2 separate regions of the Canis lupus genome follow, and region 2 is linked to region 1. Evidence: chromatin contacts called from public Hi-C data. All regions are on one chromosome and are shown on one strand. Each heading gives the region's core, a stretch centred on a gene start, on an enhancer-like site or on the middle of the called end of the contact. The rest is flanking DNA. Distances are from core to core; before and after follow the strand shown. Region 1 holds the start of LOC119877503 (C2 calcium-dependent domain-containing protein 4B-like). Region 2 has its middle 130 kb from the start of ZNF217.

Region 1 (3,565 bases), core at 631-3,130:
CGCGCAGGTACGGGCCGGAGCCACCCCCCGGGCCAGGCCAGGCCCCCACCGGGCAGCACCGCCCAGGCCGCCCCCAGCCCGGCCTCGGGGGGCCCCCGGCAGCGCCCTCCTCCCCCCTCCCCGGCCCGTGCCGCTCGCATTTTGGGGCCAAAGCAAGAGAAGAGGGCTCTACATCTGAAACTGCGCGGTTTCGCCACTCAGCGCCTCCTGGCAGAAACTTCCCTTTTAAAAAAAAAAAAAAGAGAGAGAGAGAGAAAAAAAGAAAAGAAAGAAAGAAACACTTATAGGGAACAGTTCAATCCTGCCTGCCCTTTAGAGTTACGAGTTCTGCCTCCAGCTGGCTCTGGGACTCCGACTGGAAGCGAGGTGTAAAGATATTCTTCTAAGCGTTTAAGGGCCATTTAAAAAGTTTCAAAAAATCTTTAAAATTAAAGGGGGGGGGGTAGGGAGGGAGGAGAAAAAAAAAAAAAGGGAAGAAAAGAAAGCACCTTGTCCACACACACACACACACACACACACACACACACACCTCCAGGGAACGCAGCCCGTGCGCCGCCGGCTCGGGGATGGGCAGGACCCGGGGAGCCGGGCCGGGCGCGGGGGCGCGGGGGGCGCGGGGGGCGCGGGGGCGCGGGGGGGGCCGCGGCGGCGCCAGGCCCCTCCCCCGGCCCCGTAGACGCGCCCTCCGCCCGGCCCGTGGGGACGGTCCCGGCCATTGTTTGCGGGGGACGCCTGTTAGGGCGCATTGTTTTGGCTGCTCCCAAGTTGCCCCGGCCCCTCCCGGGCGCTCGCGGGGGGCCCGGCCGGCACACCCCGGGAGCCGCCCAACTTTCCCGGGGCAGCGCCCGCCCGCCCGCGCCCCGCAGCCCCGCGCCCCGCAGCCCGCGCAGAGCGGCCGCCCCCGCCCCCGCCCCCGCCCCCGGGCCCGGGATGCGAGCGCCGCTCGGACGCCCGCCCGGGGCTCGGCCGGCGGCGGAGGGGGCGCCCGAGAGGAGCCGCGCCGGCGGGCGGCGGGCGGCGGGCGGCGGGCGGCGGGCGGCGGGCGGGGGTCCCCGGGGCGGGGGCGGGGGCGGGGGGGGGCGGGCTCCCGGGGCCCCGGGGGGCGAGGCGCGGCGCGGCGCCCCCTTTACCTGCGGCTCCGGCTCCTCGGCCATTTCCTCGCTCGGCGGCGGCCGGGACTGAACTGACACCACACGAGCGAGCCGAGGTTTGAATGAGGAGGGGAGGGGGCGGGGAAGGCAGGAGGGAGGGGAGGCGACGGGGAGTTTCTCTCGGCCTTTTGTGCGGACACCTCCCGGCTTCCGCGCCCGCACCGGCCCCCCGAAAGCGGCGGGGGTCGCCGGGCGCGGGGCGAGGCCATCCCCCGGGCCCCGCGCCGCCGAGACCGCCCCCCGCACGGCGCCCCCCGCCCCCACCCGCCCCGCCCGGGGATTTGGGGGCCGGGCTCACCTCGGGCGCGGGGCTAAGGTGAGCGGGGCGGGGGTGCGCACGGGGCAGAGGCGCGGGCGCCCCCTACGCGTCCGCGCGCGGACAGTGCAGGCGCGGGGGGTCCCTAGGGCCGCCGGGGCGCGGCGCGTCCGGCGCAGGGGGACTGTTGGGTCAGAAAGTGCTCAGGGAGCAGCTGTTGCGCCCTCCCCCGGCCCCGCCGCTCCGCGACGCCCCGCCTCCTGCCTCCGCCGGCCGCGCGGCCCCGCCCCTCGGCCCCGCCCCCGGGCCACGTGGTCCGCGCAGGCGCGCCCCTGCCCCGCCCACCGCCGCGGACTCCGCCTCCGGGACGCCAGCGCGCGCCCCCGCGTTCCGGCCCGCGATGCCCGCGCACGCGCACGCGCGCGCCTCCCCCCCCCTCCCCCGCCCCGCCCCGCCCCGCCCCGCCCCCCCCATCCGGCTAAACGTGGCCCGCGCGCGCTCCGGCCGTTCCACGGACAGGTACGCGGGGAGGGGGCCCGGGGGCGGCGCGCAGGCGCAGGCGCAGACGCACGCCCCGGCCCCGGCCCCGCCGCCTCCCGCCTCCCGCGCAAGGTGTGCCCGGGCGAGGGAGGGGGTCCCCCCGCGTGCCCGCCCCGCGCCTCTGCACCCGGTTGGGGGCAGGTGAGAGGGCGGCCGGGCGCAGACGGTTTTTCGGATTTTCGCCGAGGGCGGGGGTGAGCGAGGTCGAGGAGCTGGACGCGATTAAAATGGCTCAATTACTACCTTCCTAAAGCTGTCCCGTAATTGTCGTGGTTTTTTTTTTTGTTTTGTTTTTTTTTGTTTTTTCCCTAAAAGCGCCCGACTTGCGCCGCTATTATAACTTGAGATTTCTGAACTTGGCCCGGGTTCCGAGCATCCACTTTGGCTTTGCTAGAAACCCACGTGGATGAAACCAGGCTTCCCAAATCCCCGGGGGAGGGGGGGGCCTGTGTCCCCCCATCTCGGCCCCCCCCCCAGGAGGAACCCTGGAAGCAACAATCACAACCACCAAGTTTTTGGCCCCAAAATGCAAACGAATGCAAATGTAAACAGAGCTCTGCAACTCAACACACAAAAACAGCCAAGTGGTGGAGGGTTTTTTTTGTTTTTTTGGGTTGGTTTTTTTTTTTTTTTTTTTTTTTATGGGATATGGGTGTATCCCAAATGGAAAAACTTAAAAACCTATCAAGAAAGGCCCTTAAAGTATATATTTAATAAATGGGGTGGGGGGTGGGTAGGGCGATATACATGCTCTGCCGGTGAGCAATCGAAAATGGAATTTGAGAGACAGCTTCTTAGCAGAGGGGAAGAATTTGCCAAGTGTGATGCTTTGCTGTCATTTTATATATAACTACTAACCCCACATATGGTCTGGTTAGTCTTTTTTTTTTAAAGGAAGTGAACCAATTACTTACAATTAATTAGCAGTGCCAGAAGTAAATTCTTTGGCCAGAACTCTCTTTTTTTTTTTTTCCCCCCCAACCACTCAAAATACACCGATGTTGATCATTTCTATTTCCAGCACCAGGGTTCCTTTTCTCAGGGAAGATAAATATCTTTCTTTAAAATATTTTTTAAGCCCCTATAGTCACATCCTAAAACGCAATCCCAGAGACGCTCTTCAACAAACAAGAAACTTCATTTAACTTAACCAAAACAAATGACTTGGAGCATTGCTACAAAACAAACTATGAGCAAGTGGAACCAGGTTGAGCCTCCACATTCGGTGTAGCCTCGCTCTACATGTTAATGGATAACCTTTGAACTCTGAAACCTTGAATGCTGTAAACACAATGGCACTGATAGCTAAAAATTCTAGTGTCAAAATTGGGCAAAAAGAAAAAAAAAATCCAAACTTTGCAGGAGGGGGATAGGCAAACAATCAAATGTTTTGACAAATAATCGCTCACTAAGAACAATGAGGCTTCTGGCTCTCAGACCTTGTTGCTACTGAATTATTTTCTGAGCAAAAACGGTTGTGCTTTCTCTCTCTCTCTCTCTGCTCTTACAAAGCTACCACTTTGTTAGCATAATAGCATCCTATGGTTTGTTAGTTACTGTTTCTCTCTCCTCACCCTAACCCCACCCCACCCCCAAAAGAAGAACCTTATTATGTTGT
Region 2 (3,565 bases), core at 636-3,135, 120 kb after region 1:
TGATTCAGGTCGTGTTCCCCGGGTCCTGGGATCGAGTTCTGCCCGCATCAGGCTTCCCTGCAGGGAGCCTGCTTCTCCCTCTGCCTCTCACACTCTGTGTCTCTCATGAATAAATAAATAAAATCTTAAAAAAAAAATAAAGTAAGCTCTACACCCAACGTGGGACTTGAACTCATGACCCTGAGATCAAGAGTCACAGGCCCTACTGACTGAGCCAGCCAGACAACCCTCATTTGAGTTTTTTTTTTTTTAAAGATTTATTTATTTATGATAGACATAGAGAGAGAGAGAGGCAGAGACACAGGAGGAGGGAGAGGCAGGCTCCATGCCGGGAGCCCAATGTGGGACTCGATCCCGGGACTCCAGGATCACGCCCTGGGTCAAAGGCAGGCGCTAAACTGCTGAGCCACCCAGGGATCCCCTCATTTGAGTTTTTAAAGCTTTAACATAGAAGCAATACATAATCTCTCTCTAAAAGGTGCTAACAATATAAAATCCAGGTAAAAGAGGCAAAAGTTTTATTCACCTTTATTCCTTTTATTCACCTTCACTAGCTCAGGAGTTTACTAGAGAGAGCTAATAACTACTTCAAACAGTATGACACATATCCTTCCAGACATGTTCCATAAATTTGCAAGTATATATATGTTGTGTGTGTATGTATACATAAACTCTTTGTTTTATTTTTATTTATGTTGAATTTATTTTTATTTATTTTTATTTTTATTTATTTTATTTATTCATGAAGACACACAGAGAGAGGCAGAGACACAGGCAGGGGGAGAAGGAGGCTCCCTCTAGGGAGCCCGATGTGGGACTCAATCCCAGGACCCTGGGATCACGCCCCGAGCCAAAGGCAGATGCTCAACCAGTGACCCACCCAGGTGTCCTAAACTCTGTTTTAAATATACCACCAGAGCCCTATTTATAGACACTTGTACAACTTTTTTTTTCCCACTTAAAATATCTATTGGGCAATTTTCTATGGGGACCTGAAGTTTTTTAAAAAATTAGCTATAAATTTTGGGGAAAATATAATACATGCTTCTGGTTGGGGGTAGATTCAAATCAGAGGGTTTATGGGGAAGGTAAATCTTCCTCCTCCCACCCCCCCAGACAGTCATTAGCAGCAATTTTTCTGTGTATCATTCCAGAAATAGTCTATGCATAGATCAGCATATATGTATATCAAATATACCTTTCTTTGTCTTTACCTTGCATTTTTCTCTTAGATCTTTTGGAGAGCATTTCCTGTTAGAAATAATGGGCTTTTTAAATGGTGGCATAGTATTTCTTCGAATGGTGCTCCCCGATGCCTTTTACTTGCCCCTCCTGATGGACTTCGGGTGGATTTCAGTCTTTGCCTCTGCAAACAGGGATGTAATAAATACTCCAGTCTAATGCACACCCTGTGATTCTTTGCTCAAACACACTCACTGCTTTCTGAAAGCAGCAGCTTACCTCCACACCTGTCCTTAAATTGCCTTCATCCGTAGGAGAAGTGATTGAATTAGGGTTGTTTTCTTTTTTTAAATGAGGGTTTAAAACAGAGAATTAATAACCCATTAAAAATCTATTATGAACACGTGCCCTCTCCTGTAGTTTTTAATCTTCCCTCCAGCTTGAGAGTGAGAAGCTCGTGAGAAAGAAAGAAAAAGTCATGTTTCCTACCCACCCCCCCGCCCCCCGCACCCCTTCACCCCAACCCCAGCCCCACCCAGGGGCCAGACAGCCTTGCCAGGATTATTGCGTTAGAGTCCCATGCCTGGGTTACAAATGCCTGCTATATATTGTGTAATTCTGCTCCATATCCTCTGTTCATCGTGGGCTCAGAGAAGGCTCACGGCTCACTCTTACAATTTAGGTGCAGCTTCCTGTTCTCTGTGTGAGTGTGTGTGTGTGTGTGTGTGTGTGCGCGCGCTAGGGTGAAGCCTTGGGGATTTAGAACAAAGTGTGTCCTTGGAAAGAAGTGGTTGGGATTTTGTGAGCGCAGTAGGTTGGAGAGGGAACTCCCCTCCCGGGGGAGGAGTCTGATTTCATTATGCATTTGGAAACCTGGTGAAATCGTGTATACAACCGAATCTTTTTGCTCAGCCCGTGAGGTCTTTTTGTTCTTTGTCTTGCAAAGCAAATTTCTGTTACGCCTGGGAAGAAGGGGAATTTGAGGTAAAGAGGAGGGCAGCTCCTTATGCCTTGTAACAAGCAAGCTAATTGAAAAATTTAATTCAGGAAGAGATGCAACAAGACCAAAATGAAAGAGGAACCGGGCCTGCCCATGTTCAGAGCAGGAAAACCGAAGAAGTTGCCATCCCCGAGTTAAAATTTTTGCGGGGCCGGGGATTTGCGGGGCTTGCTCGATTTGTCATTGAAATTCAAAATCTTGTTTGCTGTTTATCTTGAGGCTCGGGGAGCTCTCCTGCTGGTTAGAAAAAAGGAGGCGAGGTCCAGGAAGAAATGCTAGTAATAAGAAAGGGAGGGATTAGAAACCCCAGAGAGAAAGGGAGGTGTAAATAATATGTGGGCATTTGACAATCAGCACAAAGAAATGAGAGACAAAGCCAAATGCCTGCTGCCAGAAATCCTAAAAACTTAAGTGGGTAACTCAGATGTAGGAAGAATGTCCCACGGAAAAAAAAGGGGGGGGGGGACAAAATCCTAGAACATCTTTTCCTCTGTGACGATGGGGTCTAATGGAGTAAATAAGCATTGGTTTTGCCCCGCTCGTGTGCAAAGGAGCCAGCTTCAGGATTGGAGCTCCCCGGGACAGCCTGAGCCTTAGGACAAGACGGGGGGAGGGGGAGGGGGAGATGGGGTGGTAAGCCGGGGAGGAGAGTCATCCACCAAAAAGGAGACAAGCTTGGGGCAGAATTATCTTTATTATCTTTTTCCCCACGAGTCCGATCTATTTGGGTCACCTCCGTCCTCCTGTTCCTCTTTTTTTTTTTTCCTCCCAGGACCCCCCCTCCCCTTGAACGGACTTGCTTAGGAAAGAGGGAAAAGGCAGTTTTAGCCAAAAGCTAGTAAGGGGGACAAAGTTAAACTCCCCGGACAGTGGGCACCTCTTTCAGAGGCTGCGGGTGCAGTTAGGATCTGGCCCTTTCTAAATTGCGTGACTTTCTTTGCTGTAAGAGGAGAATACTACCACGAATAAGAGGGAACATTTACGGGATACTTCCATGGAATCATCTATACACTGGTCCATTTTATCCTTGAAGCCAAATGGGGTGGTGTAGCTATTATGTCCATTTTGCAAATGAATGGAGAACGGGCCAAATCACCAACTAGGAAATGCTAGAGATGGAATATAATTCTAGATTCGAGGCTCGGCAATTACAGGCCAATGGCTTAATCTGGTTCAATGCCTATTTTGGTGAATAAAGTTTTATTGGGGGCAGCCCGGGTGGCTCAGCGGATTAGCGCCCAGGGCCTGATTCTGGAGACTCAGGATTGAGTCCCACGAGCCTGCTTCTCCCTCTGCCTGTGTCTCTGCCTCTCTCTCTCTCTCTGTGTCTCTCATAAATAAATAAAATCTTAAAAAAAAAATAAATAAACTTTTATTGGAACA

The links. Hi-C and Micro-C count contacts between places; a contact is called where the count stands out from the background.
Region 2: a contact with region 1 is called in a Hi-C map of blood, with 1.6 times the contacts expected there. The contact joins the enhancer-like site here to the promoter of LOC119877503 in region 1. A contact is called at or near these places in 3 of 9 Hi-C or Micro-C datasets (amygdala and blood).

The regions. Positions count from the first base shown.
Region 1 is chr24:40,098,617-40,102,181 of UU_Cfam_GSD_1.0, forward strand. It overlaps LOC119877503 (C2 calcium-dependent domain-containing protein 4B-like), which reads right to left and starts at 1,881. Exons shown (of 3, transcript XM_038573000.1): 1 at 1,863-1,881; 2 at 1,131-1,444. The coding sequence starts at 1,881.
Region 2 is chr24:40,214,791-40,218,355 of UU_Cfam_GSD_1.0, forward strand. No RefSeq gene overlaps it. Among named protein-coding and RNA genes, the nearest start is that of ZNF217, 130 kb to the left of the region's middle. Within about 2 kb of position 1,886, at least 10 of the 20 cell types and tissues checked have an H3K27ac peak or open chromatin away from gene starts, as enhancers often do. A contact at or near this core is called in blood, where this site is marked.